Linked DNA regions of Mus musculus: region 2 is linked to region 1. The links are chromatin contacts, called in public HiChIP or PLAC-seq maps. All regions are on one chromosome and are shown on one strand. The core of a region is the stretch at or near the end of the contact, and the rest is flanking DNA. Distances in the headings are between cores, read along the strand shown.

Region 1 (4,165 bases), core at 77-2,576:
GAAGCAGTGATGGGGGAAGAACATCTCAGTCACTAAGAACGCAACAGGTGGGCTCTGGAGTAAGGCACTCTGGGTTCATATTCTTGTTGCTTAGTGAATATGTGTCCTAAGGCGTTTAACATAACTTCTTTTTGCCTTATTCTCTGTACCCCCACCCCCAAATGGACTCTCCCGCTATACCTCATCTTGTGGGTATTGCAGGGGTTAAAAAGGTTAATTCAAATAAAGCATCTACAGCGGTGGGGGTGGGCGACACTGTGTTACTAAACACATCCTATGGAGCCAAGGTGACTTATTGTCAACGATGCTGAGAAATCACTTCCAAAACCAACGGCATCAAGCAGTCACCATTACTGCCAAAGGCTGTGGATAGGCTGTTGTCTCTCTCAGGTGTCTGTGGCTGGGGAGGCTTGGCTGTTCCAGGGTGGGCTTGGCTAGGGAAGTCTCTCCCCCAAGGAACTTTTTCCTTCTTTCTGAGGCCAGCTGGCATAGTGACAGCCAAGGCACAAGATCATATATAGAAACATGTAGTGTCCTAAGGCCCAGGCTTGGAACCAGCACACCACAACATCTACCTTCTCTCCTGGCCGAAGTGAGTTCTTTGATGAAACCTGGAGACTGTGTGGGCAAGCAGTGTGGTAAAGGGAAGGGTGGCAGAGAGGAAGGAAGGATATGCTGACTACCATGGTAACCCCTTTATGAAGGGGGATCCAGGATGAGATTCTATATTCAGACCCTGAGTCTTCGAGCTAACCTTGGTGTCCCACTTCTGTTCCCAGATTGGAAGGGTTAAATCTATGGAAAATAAAAAATCCAGGCTCTGGACAAACTCCTATCCAGTCAGACAAGTTTCTACTTAGTTCTGGAGATGAAGCAAGTGGACAGATGTGGTGCATGCCTGAGAACCTAGCTAGCATCCAGGAGGCCAATGCACAAATATTAGTTTGATACCAGCCTGAGCTACATTTCAGGAAAAAAAAAGGGGTGGGGGTGGGGTGGGGGGTGGGGAGCAAAAGCAACTGAAGTGACTGTTGCTGTGTTAGTCGTCTCCACTGGAGTCATCAGGCAACCTTCCCGTTGAGGGGTGTTTTCTTTTCTTCTGCCTTTCTTTTTACCATGCTGGGGATCTGAACCCAGGATCCCAGTGCAAGCAAGGCAAGTGCTCTACAGCAGCGTCAGCAGCCCAGTCCCCTGCTTCCCAGGAGCGGTTCCTAAGGACTCTTCCCAGGATGCCTTCTGAGGACTTGCTGGGTAAACCCCACACTAAGTACAGTGACTAAGGATGCTTAGAAATGGCAGGACTTGGACGGGATGTTATCTTAGTTACCCAAGAGCTGGGCCCAATTACCAATGGGGGAAGGGCCTTAAAGGGACAGTGTGCCTTGCTGTGTAATTAAGCTCTCTCACTCACAGTTTTTGTTTCCTCTTTTGCTTTCGACTGTGTTTAAGGAGCAATCCTCTTGACAACAGGATGCTTTTAAAACCCTCCAAGTAGAAGCGTCCTGGGCAAGGAGAAACACACACAGGGCAGTGTTGGGAGCCTGGCTGATGTTCTCCTTCCCCTGAGCAGGAGCAGAGGATAGAAAATTCTGCTTAGTGGATGAATGACCACAAGAGAATGGGGAATCTGAACCATCTACCTGTGCCTTGGTCACTGCTCTCTCCAATCACATTTCTGACTCCCAGACCCTTTTTTCTAATGTGACAGCTAAAAATCAGACAGAAAACCTTTTTTTTTTTGAGGGGGTGGGGCTTGTTGATGACATTCCTGCCTTTGTTTTGTTTTGTTTTGTTTTGTTTTGTTTTTTCTGTCCCAACAGGGTCTCCCTGTATAACACAGGGGTGGCTTGTAATTACTAATCCTCCTGTCTTGCCCTCTCAAGTTCTGGGACTGTAGGTGTGCATTATTACTGCCTGATGTTTTAAAACTGTTCTTGAAAGCAGGGTCTCACTCTGTAGCTGGTCAGGAACTTACAATGATGCTTCTGTCTCTGTCTTCTGAGTGTATGAATCACATGAGGCACACACCACCATGCTTGGTCCTTGAATCTTCTTGTACTAGCGACCACACTTACAGATGTGACCTAGGACACACATGCGCGCGTAGTGTCACAGATGGGACCAAAGCATTGGGAAATAGTGTCACATCTGAGCAGAATGCTGGTGAGGGTCTGATCCCTTCAAATGTGTGTGGTGCCTGGTAAGGAAGGAGGGATGCAGTCCCAGTAAAGCCTTCCCAGACCCACAGACTTCACCCATGTCCGCAGCAAGCTGCAGCTGTGTTGGAGAAAATGGAGAGGACGCAGCTGAGTGACACAGGTTATTTGATTTAGGGCATGCCACTGGCTTGTCAACCTCAGAGGTGTACCAATTTCTCTGGCGCAGGATTCCAAGACCACTGGGGAGAACTGAATAAGTACGGGTTCCCATTCCATTGGAAACGAATCCACCGAAGCTTTCAAAGAGAACTCACCTAGATTGCTGAGTAAGTAAGTAACTGGAGAGGCTCCAATAGCAGGAGTTTGTGACAGTGGCTGAAATCTGAATGAACGCAATGAGCTGATGACTATCTAACTTTGTACAGTGCAAGATGGGGAAACCAAGGCACCGATCAGATTAACACCCAAGGATGCCCAGGTAGAGTCTTAGGGGTGAGGACATCTCCAGTTCTCTTGGTGTTCCAGTTGATGCCAACCTCCACCTGTTTTTCTTTTATTTAACTTTTTTTTTTTTGGCCTGCATATATGTCAGATTCCCTAGAACTGGAATGGGCAGGAGTGAGCTGCCATGTGAGGGCCAGGAATTGAACCTAGGACCTCTGGAAGAGCAGCTCTTTACCGCTGACTCTTCGCTCCAGCTCCAAGTTGCTGCTGTTTTGGGTCTCAGTTTTGTCATCTGTCAAATGGATTTTTGTGACTCATATACAAGATGAGGCTCTTAGAAATGACCAAAGTTTGGGATACGGAAGCAGACCTACAGGCCCACCAGATCAGCCTCCCATCTCCTGTTGTGAGCATCAGAAATTAGGATGGGGAATTAGGTGGCTGCAGTTAAATTCACTCATGCTCTCAGGGAGCATCTAAGTCTTCTATCAAAGGGAGCTATGATGACACTCGATCATTCCTGTCCCCAACCCATATCCTGGCAGACTGTGCTGTGTCAGGATTTAGCTGTGCTTCATGAGGTTAGGTGAGGTCTACTCTGGGTCCAACAGAGGAGAGACTGGTGTGGAGCTTCCAGCTTTGTGATTTGTGTGTCTTCAAAGCCCTCCACAAAAACAAAACAAAACAAAAACAACAACAACAACAAAAAACCCCAAACAAACAAACAAACCTAGGTAAATGTCTGATTCTACGGAAAGTGGAGGCCCCCATACAGAAGAGTGCCTGTTCTTGGAGGTGTTTATAAGGCCCTCACATTCAGTACCTTGGTGTCTTGATTCACACAGGGCCCAGCCAAGACTACACACCATCCATGATGAGTCTTCATTCAACTTGAGTGCAGATGGATGCAGAAAGCCGGGAAATGCCAAATCGTATGTTTGAACAGTTGAGAGGAAACCAGACTCAGTAAGGATCTAGGGCCCTGGATTTAGCTGGTGAATTTTTCTTCTCTGGGATTTCCTGGCCCTGTTCTGGATGTTTCTATCTACCCCACGTTCCTTGGCAGTTGGTTTAAAGGCCGTGAAAGAGAGCCATACACAGACTTGGGCTTAGCTATTAAAATATCACCCACTGCTGATTTGTATGGAGCCAACACTGGGTTTATAGACATAGGCTCCCAGCCTCTGTCAGTGGAAAAGGACCAAACTGTAAGACTAAGTTTAAAGGCACATCCACACGCCACAGGGACAGCAGAGCTTCTCAGGGAGATGCACCCTTAAGGGGTGTAAAATGAATGAATCCAAAGGGCTCCTGCAATGTTTTTAAGACTGCAGTTAAAACTTAACAAATTTTAAAATGTAAATTATCTGGTATTCCCGATTGCACAGGGTGGGGGGCCAGCAAGGAAGAGACAATGGGCTGGGATTAGATAATTTACTTAGGGCTAAAATTCCAGGAAGTTTGTGTTGATCTGGGCCTCTCTGTCGTTACTCTTTAGCTCAAATCTAAATCTTTATCTTCCTATTACAGTCGAGAGGACGTTTTTTTTTTTCTACTTAGTC
Region 2 (3,935 bases), core at 1,064-3,563, 99 kb before region 1:
ATACCCAGAAAGCCGTGTCATCTGCTCTTTTGAAATAACAATGGCCCTTTTCCAGATGTAAAGCGAGACCAGAAAAGTCCAGTAGGGTAATCAGAAAGATAAAAAACATCTCCACCACTCACCACATGCCAACCCTAGCATTTAAGTGACTTAGACGCCATTAGGAAGGAAGACACAGCATTATTTTATATGTTTCTAGAAAGAAAAACACTGCCAATTAATTGGAAGTTGGCATTGATTGTGTTGGATGCGAGCAAACAGGCATTTTCGAATCAATGAAATATACTAAGCACAGTGCAGACAAAAGGCTAGACACTACGTGCAGTGTCTATGGGCTTCATAGAATACCGAGGCAGGTTGCCTCATCTTATACACAGTGAGACAGAGAAATTTAATGGAGTGGACATAGAGCTTCTCTTGTCTTGTTCACAGGGACAAGGTAAGGAGGAAAGAAAGCTATGGGGTCCTGAGACTTGACAGCTGTCACCTCCGCAAAGCCCACATTTCCATATCGTGTTTCAGTCAGCAGAGAAGAGTGTATGGTGATGTAACAAATAGCACCGGATTCTCAAACATAAATCAACACAGATTTACTTTTTGTTTAAACCACATGTGTACTGAATCCATTTAAGTCACCGAGACATCTAAGGAATCAATTGTCACCCTCATGCCACCACTCAGCACTTTAGAAGAGAAAGGCATAGCCAAGAAGACCCAATTTTACTTCTTCCTTCCCCGTTGAGAGTAGCAGTAGAGTGAGTACCAAGGAATAATATGTCACTTCCTCTAAATAAGTCATTGGCTACCGTTAGTCATGTGGTCCCACTCACTCATAAGGTGTAGGAAATGCAATCCTGTCTGAACGCCAGGGGGGTGAAAACCAGAAATGTTTGTTGAGAGTACTGATAAGTACCAATATATCCAAAAGCTATTGGTAGCATTTATCGTAGGCATGAATGGGGGAAATGAGCTGAACTGACACCTTTTTCAAAAGAGGAAGAAATGTCCAAAAGACATTCAACATCTTTAGCCATGAGAAGGATGCAGGCTAAAGCCACACCGAGACTCCTTCTCACCTCAGTGAGAACAGCCATCAGCAAGACAACGATGAAGGGGTAAAGGGTCTCTATATACTGTTGGTGGGAATGCGAATTGGTCTAGCCTGTAGAAATCGTCATGGGGGTGTCTCAAGCAGCTGAAAATAGAGCTGCCCTGTCCTGGATCCAGGCTGAGGGATTCTCAGCTAGCACGCCACCGAGACAATCCTAGACACATCCAAGCAGGACTCTTCTCATATCCAGGGCATAGAAACAGCCCGGATGGTGCTCCACAGATGAGGGGATGGGGAGAAATGTGCTTCATGTAGATAATGGACCTCTGCTTGACTGTGAAGAGAGAAATCACATGGTTACAGGAAAATGGAGCACCATGTTAAGTGAAATAAGCCAGTCTATGGAGAACAAACAGTGTGTTTTCTCTCATATTGAAATCTAGATTAAAAAAAAAAACAACAAACCCATAAAACGTGAGAAAGCAGAACATACTACAAAGGAAGAAGAGGAACTAGAGGGCAGGGCATTGAGAGAGGGCAGTGGTGGGTATAAAATTGAAGTATATTCTATGAGTGCAGAAATGTTGCCATAAAACCTATTATTTTGTATAATTTATATGAAATATTTTTTTAAAAAATGAGCTTATAAGAAAGTCTCCTCCGATTTAGGGGTTCAGCCAGGCTTTGACAGGTGACTTTATGTACTCCAGTTCCTCACACCCAGGGTCCACCCAGCTTCTCATAGGGCTCACAGCAAGATTAGCAGGGGTAAAGGACACGCAACCTTGTTGATGATGTCATGCTTTGGGGAAGCTCAGAACCTCAGTGAGGATCTGCTTGGTGGGGTTGAGACCTGCCGAGCCTCACCCACCCCCACCTCTGAGTCAGCCCTGCCTATCAGGAATTGATAAGGTGGTGGAAAAACTGAGACTGTGGTCAGAGCTTGGAACAGAGGCCTGGGGGAGCTGGGAGTTTTCCTAACACCACAGGAAAAGCCTGTCTTGCATCTCAGTGTCCTGTCTTGGCCTCGGATCCAGGAACTCGTGTGAATTTTCCACAAGCTGATTTGGACACATAAAAACTGATGGATGGATCTAAGTAGGTGGTGGCCACTGAGGCAGTGGCCACCCTTCCCTGACTGTGGCTCAGAGACACTGTGGGGCTGGAATGGCAGAGGGGGCTTTCATTTTCTTTACATGAACCTCATTGTCCCTCTTTCCTGCTGAGCTAAGATTCAGCCACTGGCGGTCGCCAGCCTTGCCCTGGCCCTGGACCACTCAGGGGTAAGAGTTGGATTGTGCTGGGTGATAGTGGTACACGCCTTCAGTTCCAGCACCCAGGAGGCAGAGGAAGGTGATCTCCATGAATTCGAGGCCAACCTGGTATACAGAGCAAGTTCCAACACAGCCAAGGATACACAGAGAAACCTGTCTTGAATAACAAAAAGCAAACAAACAAACAGAACAAAGAAAATTGGATTTTCAGCAAAGCAACGTTAGCTCACACTCCGATTGCTGTCATAGACTTTGGAGGAAAAGCAACAATATGAACATGAAGGTTAAGTTGAAACTGAAACACACGTGGAAAAGATGTTAGAATGGGACCTTAAAGAAGGGAGAAAGAATGGACCCCAGGTCACATTTCCCCAGCACCAGGGTAAGAGGCGTTTTCCCACCCTGCTCCAGCTTGAGAGTGGAAAGTTGTCATGTGCTTCTTGAGTCTCGCAACAGCGCAAGGTCAGCAGCCTGACTACACATTGTCCTCCCTGCTGGAGCAGTGCCAGGCTCAGCAAATATTTGCCTTGGCCCTCTGGAGACCAACCTACTTACACGGAGTAGAAATACAATGGGGGCCATGTTTATAGTTTGACCTGATGGGGGCTGCTCATGACCCAGGAGGGACTTGGGAACCTGAAGGAGACGTGCGCTGGGTTCCTGGGCAGTTTCATCCCCTCTGCTGCCTTGTCAGGGGCCTTTGGGCAGCTGATTTTATGTTTGTCTAAGTATAAGCCCTTCTTTTTGCTTCAAACCAGCAACCTGGGCCACTCCTACATCCAGGTTGTGACTCTTTCCTTCCCCTTCTCCAGCTTCTTTGCTGATGGCTTCTGTGGCCCTTCAGGCCTCATTGGACACACACACAGGAAGTTTGTAGCTGTTCCTTCCTCTCTTAGCCTTGGGATGGCTCAGTTGCCATGTCCACTGCCCCCCAATAAGGTACTGAATTCCAGGGGCAAGAGGCAGGAGTTCTACCTGCACAGACCACCTTTGTACCATCCTACCCCTGCTGGAATCTCAACCTCCAACACAGAGCCTGGTACATGGTCGGAATCAGGGAGATGGCTGAGTTAATGAATTCACAAGCAAATAGACTGTGCTGCCTCCTTCGTACAGAAACTCTCAGGGTGTAAGGTCCTCCTCGTGCACCCCACCACCCCCCTCCCTCTGCTCCTCTCCTTCCTTCTCTCCTCTGTTCTCTCCTTCATCCTCCTCCCATTGCTGTTGTCATCATCCATAGTCCTCCTCATTTTCCTCTTATTGTTTTTCACGTGGTTGTTCCTGTCATCCTCTTCATCCATCTCCTGGCTTCTAGTAGACAGTATGTATATTCCATGGCATCCCTCTCCCCTTAATAATCATGACTCACCCATCAGCTGGGTTGAGCATCTGCCCCATTCTATGCTCATACCACAGCCCAGAGTTAGCCCTGGAGTCAATGGACCAGATTCATTCTACACACCAAGTGTGCCATCTTTGGACAATTACTCTCTGTTCTTTTTTTTTCCTTTCCCTTGTATCTAAAATGTGGAGATTAACAGTGTCAGTTAACAGGAATTCCTGGTGAATAACCGAGAAAGGCATGGGAAATGTTTCCACCATCTCTGGCA

Evidence for each region. HiChIP or PLAC-seq counts read pairs in DNA pulled down with a chosen protein or histone mark.
Region 2: an H3K27ac HiChIP or PLAC-seq map of heart atrium shows a contact between it and region 1, with 4 times the contacts expected there. The contact joins two enhancer-like sites. A contact is called at or near these places in 4 of 39 promoter capture datasets (cranial neural crest, embryonic stem cells, frontonasal cranial neural crest and 1 more), 5 of 484 Hi-C or Micro-C datasets (embryonic stem cells, gonadal supporting cells, liver and 1 more) and 4 of 115 datasets of contacts at active chromatin or transcription factors (astrocytes, embryonic forebrain, embryonic stem cells and 1 more).

What each region holds. Positions count from the first base shown.
Region 1 is chr8:89,020,030-89,024,194 of GRCm38.p6, forward strand. No RefSeq gene overlaps it. Among named protein-coding and RNA genes, the nearest start is that of Mir8110, 2.6 kb to the right of the region's middle. Within about 2 kb of position 1,327, at least 41 of the 459 cell types and tissues checked have an H3K27ac peak or open chromatin away from gene starts, as enhancers often do. A contact at or near this core is called in heart atrium, where this site is marked.
Region 2 is chr8:88,920,233-88,924,167 of GRCm38.p6, forward strand. No RefSeq gene overlaps it. Among named protein-coding and RNA genes, the nearest start is that of Gm42034, 82 kb to the left of the region's middle. Within about 2 kb of position 2,314, at least 10 of the 459 cell types and tissues checked have an H3K27ac peak or open chromatin away from gene starts, as enhancers often do. A contact at or near this core is called in heart atrium, where this site is marked.